2 separate regions of the Mus musculus genome follow, and region 2 is linked to region 1. The links are chromatin contacts, called in public Micro-C maps. All regions are on one chromosome and are shown on one strand. Each heading gives the region's core, a stretch centred on a gene start, on an enhancer-like site or on the middle of the called end of the contact. The rest is flanking DNA. Distances are from core to core; before and after follow the strand shown. Region 1 holds the start of Hrk (harakiri, BCL2 interacting protein (contains only BH3 domain)). Region 2 holds the start of Uncx (UNC homeobox).

Evidence for each region. Hi-C and Micro-C count contacts between places; a contact is called where the count stands out from the background.
Region 2: a contact with region 1 is called in a Micro-C map of embryonic stem cells, with 11 times the contacts expected there. The contact joins the promoter of Uncx here to the promoter of Hrk in region 1. A contact is called at or near these places in 1 of 39 promoter capture datasets (embryonic stem cells) and 3 of 484 Hi-C or Micro-C datasets (all in embryonic stem cells).

What each region holds. Positions count from the first base shown.
Region 1 is chr5:118,167,759-118,171,781 of GRCm38.p6, forward strand. It overlaps Hrk (harakiri, BCL2 interacting protein (contains only BH3 domain)), which reads left to right and starts at 2,006. Exons shown (of 2, transcript NM_007545.2): 1 at 2,006-2,370. The coding sequence starts at 2,025. The coding sequence ends at 2,303.
Region 2 is chr5:139,542,078-139,546,100 of GRCm38.p6, forward strand. It overlaps Uncx (UNC homeobox), which reads left to right and starts at 1,821. Exons shown (of 3, transcript NM_013702.3): 1 at 1,821-2,202; 2 at 2,378-2,553. The coding sequence starts at 1,917.

The DNA.
Region 1 (4,023 bases), core at 756-3,255:
CTTGGCACAGGGTTCTTTCATTTAATCTGGGCCCCGGTCCTGGGAGGGAGGTATTATCAGTCTCAGAATACAGAGTCCAGTGTCAAGCCATAGCTAGAGTTTTGTGCCTGCTACTGGGTGCCCTGGTTCAGAGCCAGCCTTTGCTTTGTACTAACCCCTATCTTGGGCAAGAGGCCTCATGGACTTGGGCCTTGGCTTCCTCATGTTGAAAAACAGGACACCGAAAGAGTCTCTGTAGGAGCACAGGCCAGGACCTTGGCAGGCAGCTGGCATGGAAGGTACTCTGTAGTGTGGGTAGTAAGGGCACAGTGACTGCCCACTGGGTGGGGGCGAGGGTCACCAAAAGCACACAGCTGGGCTATGCTGAGCTCTGACAGTCACCTCACCAAGCTTCCAAGGGAGCCCGTAGCCCATTGATGTGGCTGAAAGTCAGTCAAGCTGCAGAGTCCTCCTGTCATTTGGTGGTCAGGAGGATGAGGCAGGAGAGCTTCTGGTTACACCGTAGCAGAGTTTTTGAAACAAAAGGAAAGTCACAATAACATCACAGAACTCCAAAAAGGTGAGTTCATAGTTTCTTATCTTTTGGGTTTTAGTTATTTATTTTGGTTTTTTGAGACAGGGTTTTTCTGTGTAGCCCTGGCTGTCCTGGAACTCACTCTGTAGACCAGGCTGGCCTCGAACTCAGAAATCTGCCTGCCTCTGCCTCCCAAGTGTTGGGATTAAAGGCGTGTACAACCACTGCTCGACTTGTTTTCTGTTTGAATACGTCTGTCTATCTCCTATCTATCTATCTATCTATCTATCTATCTATCTATCTATCTATCTATCTATCTATCTATCTTATGTGCATACACATAGGGTAGTACATATGGAGGTCAGAGGACAATCTGTGGGTATCAGATTTCTGTCTTTGGAACACACGGATTCACAGGACTGAAATTAAGTCATCAGGTTCGGTTGCAAGCACCTTTACCCACAGAGGCATCCCTGACTCTTTGGGGTTTTTAAATAAAGGATTCTCTCTGTAACTGTGGCTGGCCTGAAACCACTATATGGACCAGGTTGTATATGGACCACTTCCCTGCTCCTTCAGGCCCCAATCCCAAAGCTGTCCAAAATCCAGTGGCTTGGACATGGTGGGCGGGTCTCTCTAGCACCCTAAGGAGTCCCAGGAGCCTCCTCACTGGTCGGCACCCTCCCCAGAGGACTTCCCAGGCTGGAGCTGGAGCAAAACTGGATTGGTCTTCCTTTGGGTTAGGTAACCTCACTGGGCACCAAGGCAAAGCCTTACAGGGTCGCCAGCAAACTCTGACCCCGTTTGAAAAGATAAAGCCTACAAAGTAAGCAGGCTGCAAGAACTTCTCTCTAGAACCACGTTCTTGGGTGGGGGGTGGGGGGTGGGGAGATGTCTTGAGTGCAAAGGCGACTCGCCCAAGTTGGAGTCCAACCCATCCCGGGTCCCCCGCCTTCATTTCAGGGTTCAGGCTCCCACCCCGGGGTGCGCTTAAGTCAGGTCACCAGAAGGGGGTGCGAACGCGTGTCAGGAATGTGTGCACCCACCCGGAGGCTGACAGGTGCGGAGGCTGTCCCGAAACAGGGCAAGTCGGCTTGAACCCTGCCTCCCACCACCCAGGCCACACAACAGCCCGGGGATCTTTTCGCATTACGGCCGAATTCTCCCGGAGCTCAATTCACAGTGCGCACCGAGCTGGCTTTCCAGGCTATCTCCGAGCTGGAGCCTCCCGCAGCCCGGGAAGCGAAACAGCGGACCCCGGGCCAGCATTCCCGAAGCCCCGCATCCCTGCCTGTCCCCGCCCTGCCGGCGTCTCGAGGGTTAAAAGTTACCTCTCGGCTTTTTCTCCTGCACACACTCCCCACCCCCCGGGCCGGATGATGTAACCCCCTCCCCGCGCCCTCCCCGCCCCCTCCACCATGTGACACTTTAATTAATAATAGCGCCGTCAGCACAACAAACGCGCGGTGAAGGGCGAAACTTGGGGTCCAGGGAGGCTCCTCCGCACGCCATGTGCCCGTGTCCCCGGCATCGCGGCCGCGGGCCCCCGGCCGTGTGCGGTTGCGGCGACGCTCGCCCCGGGCTGCGCTGGGCGGCGGCGCAGGTGACCGCGCTGCGGCTGCAGGCGCTGGGCGACGAGCTGCACCGACGCGCCATGCGGCGTCGCGCGCGGCCCCGGGACCCGCTGCCCGCGCTGCTGCCCGCGCTCCGCGCCCGCTGGCCCTGGCTGTGCGCGGCCGCGCAGGTGGCGGCGCTGGCGGCCTGGCTGCTCGGCAGGCGGAGCGCGTAGGCGGCGCGCGCGGGGCCTTCTTGGTGGGGGGGACCGGAGCCGAGACCCAGCCCGGACCGAGCAACAGGTACGCGGGCAAGCGGGCGGGAGAGCGACAGCGACAGCGGGAGCCAGGGCTCCTCGGCGAGGAACAGCGGACCCGGTCTCCTACTCTTCGCTTGCCCTCTGTCCCTCTTTATCCAGACCCCGAGTATCTGCTCCGCCTCATCCCCCCTACTCTCTCTCTCTCTCTCTCTCTCTCTCTCTCTCTCTCTCCCTCTCCCTCCCTCTCTTCCCTCATTCTCTCTCCTCCTCCCTCTGTTCCTCTCTCCTTTCTCTCTTCTCTTCCTCCCTTCTCCTTCCCCCTCTCTCTTCTCTCCCTCTCTCTCTTCCTCCCTCCTTCCTCTCTCTCCCTCTCTCCTTCCCTCCTTCATCTCTCTCCTCTCTTCTTTCCCTCCACTCTCCATCTCCACTCTCTCCCCCTCTCTCCTTCCTCTCCCTTTCCTTTCCCTCTCTCTCTCCTCTTTTTCCTTCCCTCCTCCCCTTCTCCTTCCTCTCCCTTTCCTTTCCCTCTCTCTCTCCTCTTTTTCCTTACCTCCTCCCCCTCTCCTCCCGCTCCCCTGTCTCTGTTCTGTCTTCACTCTCCCCCCCCTCCCCACTCCTCTCTCTTCTCCCTCACTCTCATCTCTCTTCAGTGTTTTCACTCTCTTCTTTCTCCAATCCCCTGGCTCACGTTATTCTTCCCCTTGTGTAGCTCTCCTCTGCCTTTCCACTTTCTCCTGTTTTCCCTTTCTCCAGTCTGCTTTCTCTCTCCTCTCCCACTACCCCGTGTCCCCCCTTCCTTCTCCACCTCTCTCTCTCTCCCCCCCTTCTCTCTCTCCTCACTGTCCCCTCTCTCCTTTCTCCCTCTTCTCTCTCCTCCTCCTTCCTCTGCAGCATAGTGGTTTTAGAAGGACGTAAGCCACCACAATCGCTGCCAGCCCCAGTAAACACACGCAGTAGAACTGCACCAGTCCGAGCTAAGAGTCTCCCCTAATTATGCACCACAGGTTCTCGAGTCCCCGGCCCTTTTCAAACCGCCTGGTATTCCAACTTGACCAGGTCTCCATATCTCCACTGCCAACTCCCGTCTCCTCAAGGGTCTGCAGTTTGTGGTGATCCCCATTCTCTATGACCCCCCAACTCCTCCCACCCCCGCTCCCGTGGAAGTTTCTCAGGGGTAGGTCGTGGTCCTCTCTCCAAGGCAGGCGCACATCAAGGTCCCATCTCCTGGGTAACTTTGTTGCTCCTTTTACCACGAGGTGTCGCGGTTTACAGCTTGGCCTCCTATCACCTTCCCCAGCGACGGCGAGAGGTGTGGGCGCCTGCTGTGTGCTCCGGACCGTCCCTGGGTGCTGGGTGCCTAATGTTTGATATCGGGAGGCTATAGGTGGGTCCTTGGTAGGGTGACCTGTGAGCACCCGCTGTGTGCCAGGTACCGGGCTAGGCGGTTTGGGGGAGCAAGAAGTGTCGGTCGGGGTCGCCTTTCTAGATTTCTAGTGCAGAGGCTTCATAAAACGGGGTGGGGTGGGTGGGAACTAGGCTGACTTCCGAGAATGGGTCGGAATGTGAAGATCACAGGTAAGGTAGCCAGAGACCCTGAGATGCTCTGGGCTGATCCCAGCCCTGCCCGACGGGCGCGCAGACACCTTAGGAAGCTGGCGCGGCGCCGCAGGGAGAGGCGGCAGCCGGAGCGTGGGGG
Region 2 (4,023 bases), core at 571-3,070, about 21 Mb after region 1:
AGAGAGAGAGAGAGAGAGACATGGCACACACCATTCTGGCCTGTCCCATTTCTTCCTGCTTAGGCCTTACTTTTGCCAAAGCAAACTTGTCACTGTGCCCTGGGGTTGTGATGATCAGGCTTCCTTCTGGGGCAGGCGGTCAGAGTACTTTGCCTACAAATTTAGAGTCAGCAAAAAGCCATCTCTCCAGTGACAAACTTGCTTTTACAAAGGATACATCCCCATCCCCCATCCCCATCCCCCATCCCCCTCCCCCATCCCCCATCCCTATCCCTCATCCCCCATCCCCATCCTCCATCCCCATCCATCCTGGCTGCGTCCACCTCTGCTCACAGTCCGTGCTTGCGGCTTATTTAAGGATATGTCCCCTAATGATTTAGTTTTTGAGACTATCAATATTTTACAGTGGAGAAGGGAATGGCATCTCACTGCGAACATAATTTAATTATAATAGATGGGTTAGTGCCTCCAACCCATTCTTCAGAGCTGACTCAGAGGGAGATTTATTTATTTATTTATTTATTTATTTATTTATTTGAAGGGATGCGTGGGCCATTGGTCACTATCCTGAAGTTACCATTGTCCTTCCTCCTTCCATGCTCCCTCCTCCTCTGGGCTGGCATCCAGGACCCATATGTGTGGGAGTTAAGTGGGGTTAGGGTGCCCCAGCTGCCACCACCCTGTCTATATTGATGGGGTAACTGCCAATCAAGGAGGAGGGCGTCGGGTTAGACTCCTTATAGGTGGGGGCCGCATTTGGCTGGATCACTGTTTGGAGGTTCTTCTCTCCCCCCCTTCCCCTCCTCTCCTCTCCCTTTCTCCCCTCCCCCTTTCATTCTGGTCTCTCCGTCCATCTAGTCCCACTTCCCTCCCTTTCTTCTCTTTTTCTGCCTTGTTCCCCTCCTTCCTCCCCTTCTCTCCACTCTCCGTTTTCATTCTCCCTTCTCTTTATCCTCCCCGCTTTCTCTTCTCCTCTTCTCGCTTCTCTCTGTCCTTCCATCGCTTCTGGTTCCACTCCTCTCTCCTTCCTTTCTCCCCCATTACTTCTTCTCCTTCCTCCTCCATTCTCCTCCCTTTCTTCTTCTCCCCTCCCCTCCATCCTTTCCTCCTCTCCATCCACTTCCTCTCCTTCCTCCCTTTCTCTTTCTGCACTCCTCCTCCCCCAAACCTTTCCTTTCTCCCCCTCCCTCCTGGGCTTGTTCTTCCTCCTCTTTCTTCCCCTTGGTCTTCCAGTTCGTCGGGACACTTCTCTCCCCTTCCTCTCCTCCTCTCTTCCTCCCCCTCCTCCTCCCTCCGCCGCTCGCGGCAGCCCGCAGCCCGGGAGAGGCCGCTGGTAGAGAAGCCCTTGTAGTTTTAAATTCAATGTGACAGTTTCGGAAAGAGCGGATGATGAATCTCCCATTATTGGATCAGTCTATTTGCCGCTCAATGTCTCTCTGTAATTGGAGCAACATCACTTTAAAGGTTCAGAGAGTACAGCATTTCTGGTGAAAAATCCCCACAACACGCCGGCGAATGTTTTAAAGGGAAATCTATTAGAAGGAGGCGAGGGGCGGGAGCGGCGGGGAGCAGGAGTGGGGGGCTCGCCGGGGGCCCCCGGCCGGCCGAGCGCGGCGGTGCCCCTCCCTCCCCACCCCGTCTTGTTGTGACAGCTCCTGATACTGTTTATGGAGGTGCGTGTCAGGTATAATTAGCAATCGATATGGAAAACGTTTCCTTGCACCCAGCACGCCTCTGACGTCAGAGCCGATTAGCGCTTCTTATTGGTCCCAAATTCCCCGGGCCGCGGCTAATTATCGAGAGCTTGATGTTGATAAAGTAAAGCGGCGGAGCGCGGGCCGAAGCATGTGTAGGGCTCCGGGCCCCTGTCCCCGCCGCCGTCCGCGCCCCCGCGCCCCGCCAGCCCCGCGCGCGAGATGATGGACGGTCGCCTCCTGGAGCACCCGCATGCCCAGTTCGGGGGCTCGCTGGGCGGCGTGGTGGGCTTCCCCTACCCGCTGGGCCACCACCACGTGTACGAGCTGGCCGGTCACCAGCTGCAGTCGGCCGCCGCCGCCGCTGCCGCGGCCTCGGTGCCCTTCTCCATCGACGGCCTGCTCAGCGGCTCGTGCGCTGCAGCCGCCGCCTCGGTGGTCAACCCCACGCCGCTGCTGCCGGCTGCCTGCGGGGTGGCCGGCGAAAGCCAGCCCTTCAAGCTTGCAGGTAGGCTGGAGGCGGGGACACGGGGAAACACAACGGGGGGCCTCGGGGTGGGGTGCACCAGGCCGTCGGAGAATAGCGACCCACTCCTCCGTGCACCCCGCACCCGAGGTGGGTGCAAGCGGGACAAGCATCTGCCAGGTGGCTGAGCCTTGCAGCGTCCTGTGCATGCCCGCAGACTCGGGGGATCCAGACAAGGAGAGCCCCGGCTGCAAACGGAGACGCACCCGCACCAACTTTACCGGCTGGCAGCTGGAGGAGCTGGAGAAGGCGTTCAATGAGAGCCACTACCCGGACGTGTTTATGCGCGAGGCGCTGGCGCTGCGCCTGGACCTGGTCGAGTCCCGAGTTCAGGTAAAGATTGGTGTCGCCCAAGGAGTCCGAGATCCCGCACTAGGCGTGCAGAGCGCGGTGAGGCAGGGCCACCTTTGTTCTAAGTGGCGGGGAGGTGGTTTCAGGCTCCGCGCTGCTGGCCATGGTGGGGATTATGAGGGTTGAACCCCTTCTCCCATCTGGAGGTGAGTAACTTGAGAGTGCCGAGGTGATTGGGGAGAGATCCTGGTGGCGCCCCAGTAGCCACTGCAGTGACTGCGTTCGATTCGGGGAAGCCGGGTGTAGGTTGGCTGCGGCCGCGGCGCACAGTCTGGAAAGGCTGCCGAGGCTCGAAAAGCCCTCCAGGAGGGGACAAAGTGGGCCCTGGCCTGGGCGCTCTTGACAGAGGCTTTCTCCCATCCTCGAAGCTGACAGATCTGTTGCTTTATTTCTGGCTTGTGAAATATTAAGATAGAAACATGCATTTATCCATCGTCTTACAAACAGCCGCTGGGGGGGTGCATTTGTGGGAGAGTAGGTGGAAACTTTCGCGGTTAACACATTGGAAAAGAGGGGGCTTAAAAAAAAGGGCATCTGAATTTAAGATTCTTCTCCATTAAATTCCTCCCTCCCCAACCTCTTCGTTATTCGATTTCATGAGGAGTCAGGAAGCAGTATTCATTAAAAAAAAAAAAAAAGCAGCGTTAATTTGGCGTAATAAAATTCCAGAATTAATGTCTGCATAATAGATGCTTTCCTAGAATACAGAAACCTTGGGGTCTGTGTTATTAGTGGGTGCCTGGGGTGGAGGCAGACGCTGGCAAAATACCAGTTTAGCGCCATAGCTTTGCCTGAAATATTTGGGTCCTGGGCTTTGGCCTGCTCTCATCTGTTTAAAAATCCCTCTCTCCAAATTGTTCTGTGGCTTAAGTGAAGTCCGAATCTTTTTTATATCCCCTCTAATATGATAGAAATTTCTGATGAGGAAGTAATCTGGAAATTGCACCCCTCCAAAAAAAAAAAAAGTTTTGAAAAAGAAAAGAGAAAGCTTCCCAGGGTGTTGGCTTAGTCTCAGAGACTTTTGCACAAACCAGGCTCCCTTGGAGCAGGTCTGCTGTGCAATCCTGCTAACTTTATACGGGCCACAACAAAGCCTTTACATTGCTACATTCTGCAAGGCATGGTAGCCTTGCCCAGGTCCTTGGCCCAGGGAGCGGTGGTGGTCTTGGGAGCTGCTGTGATCTTTAAATTCTTCTTGGCTGTCCCAGACAAGACCTGCTGAGAGCAGGAAGGACTACAGAACATCCCTGCTCTCAAGGGGGGGGGGGGGGCTGGTGGTCAGCTTTGGGCCTGCTTGCCCACCTTGTGGCACCCCCCATCCCCCCAGGTCAGGCTAGGCTGGACTGCTTTGGAAAAGCTTTGTGGTCCCTGGTCCTAGGTCCTGCATAACGAATGATGTGCGTAGCTGTGCTGGGAGAGCTGGGCTAATGAAGGTCCATCCAAGTTCGGCTT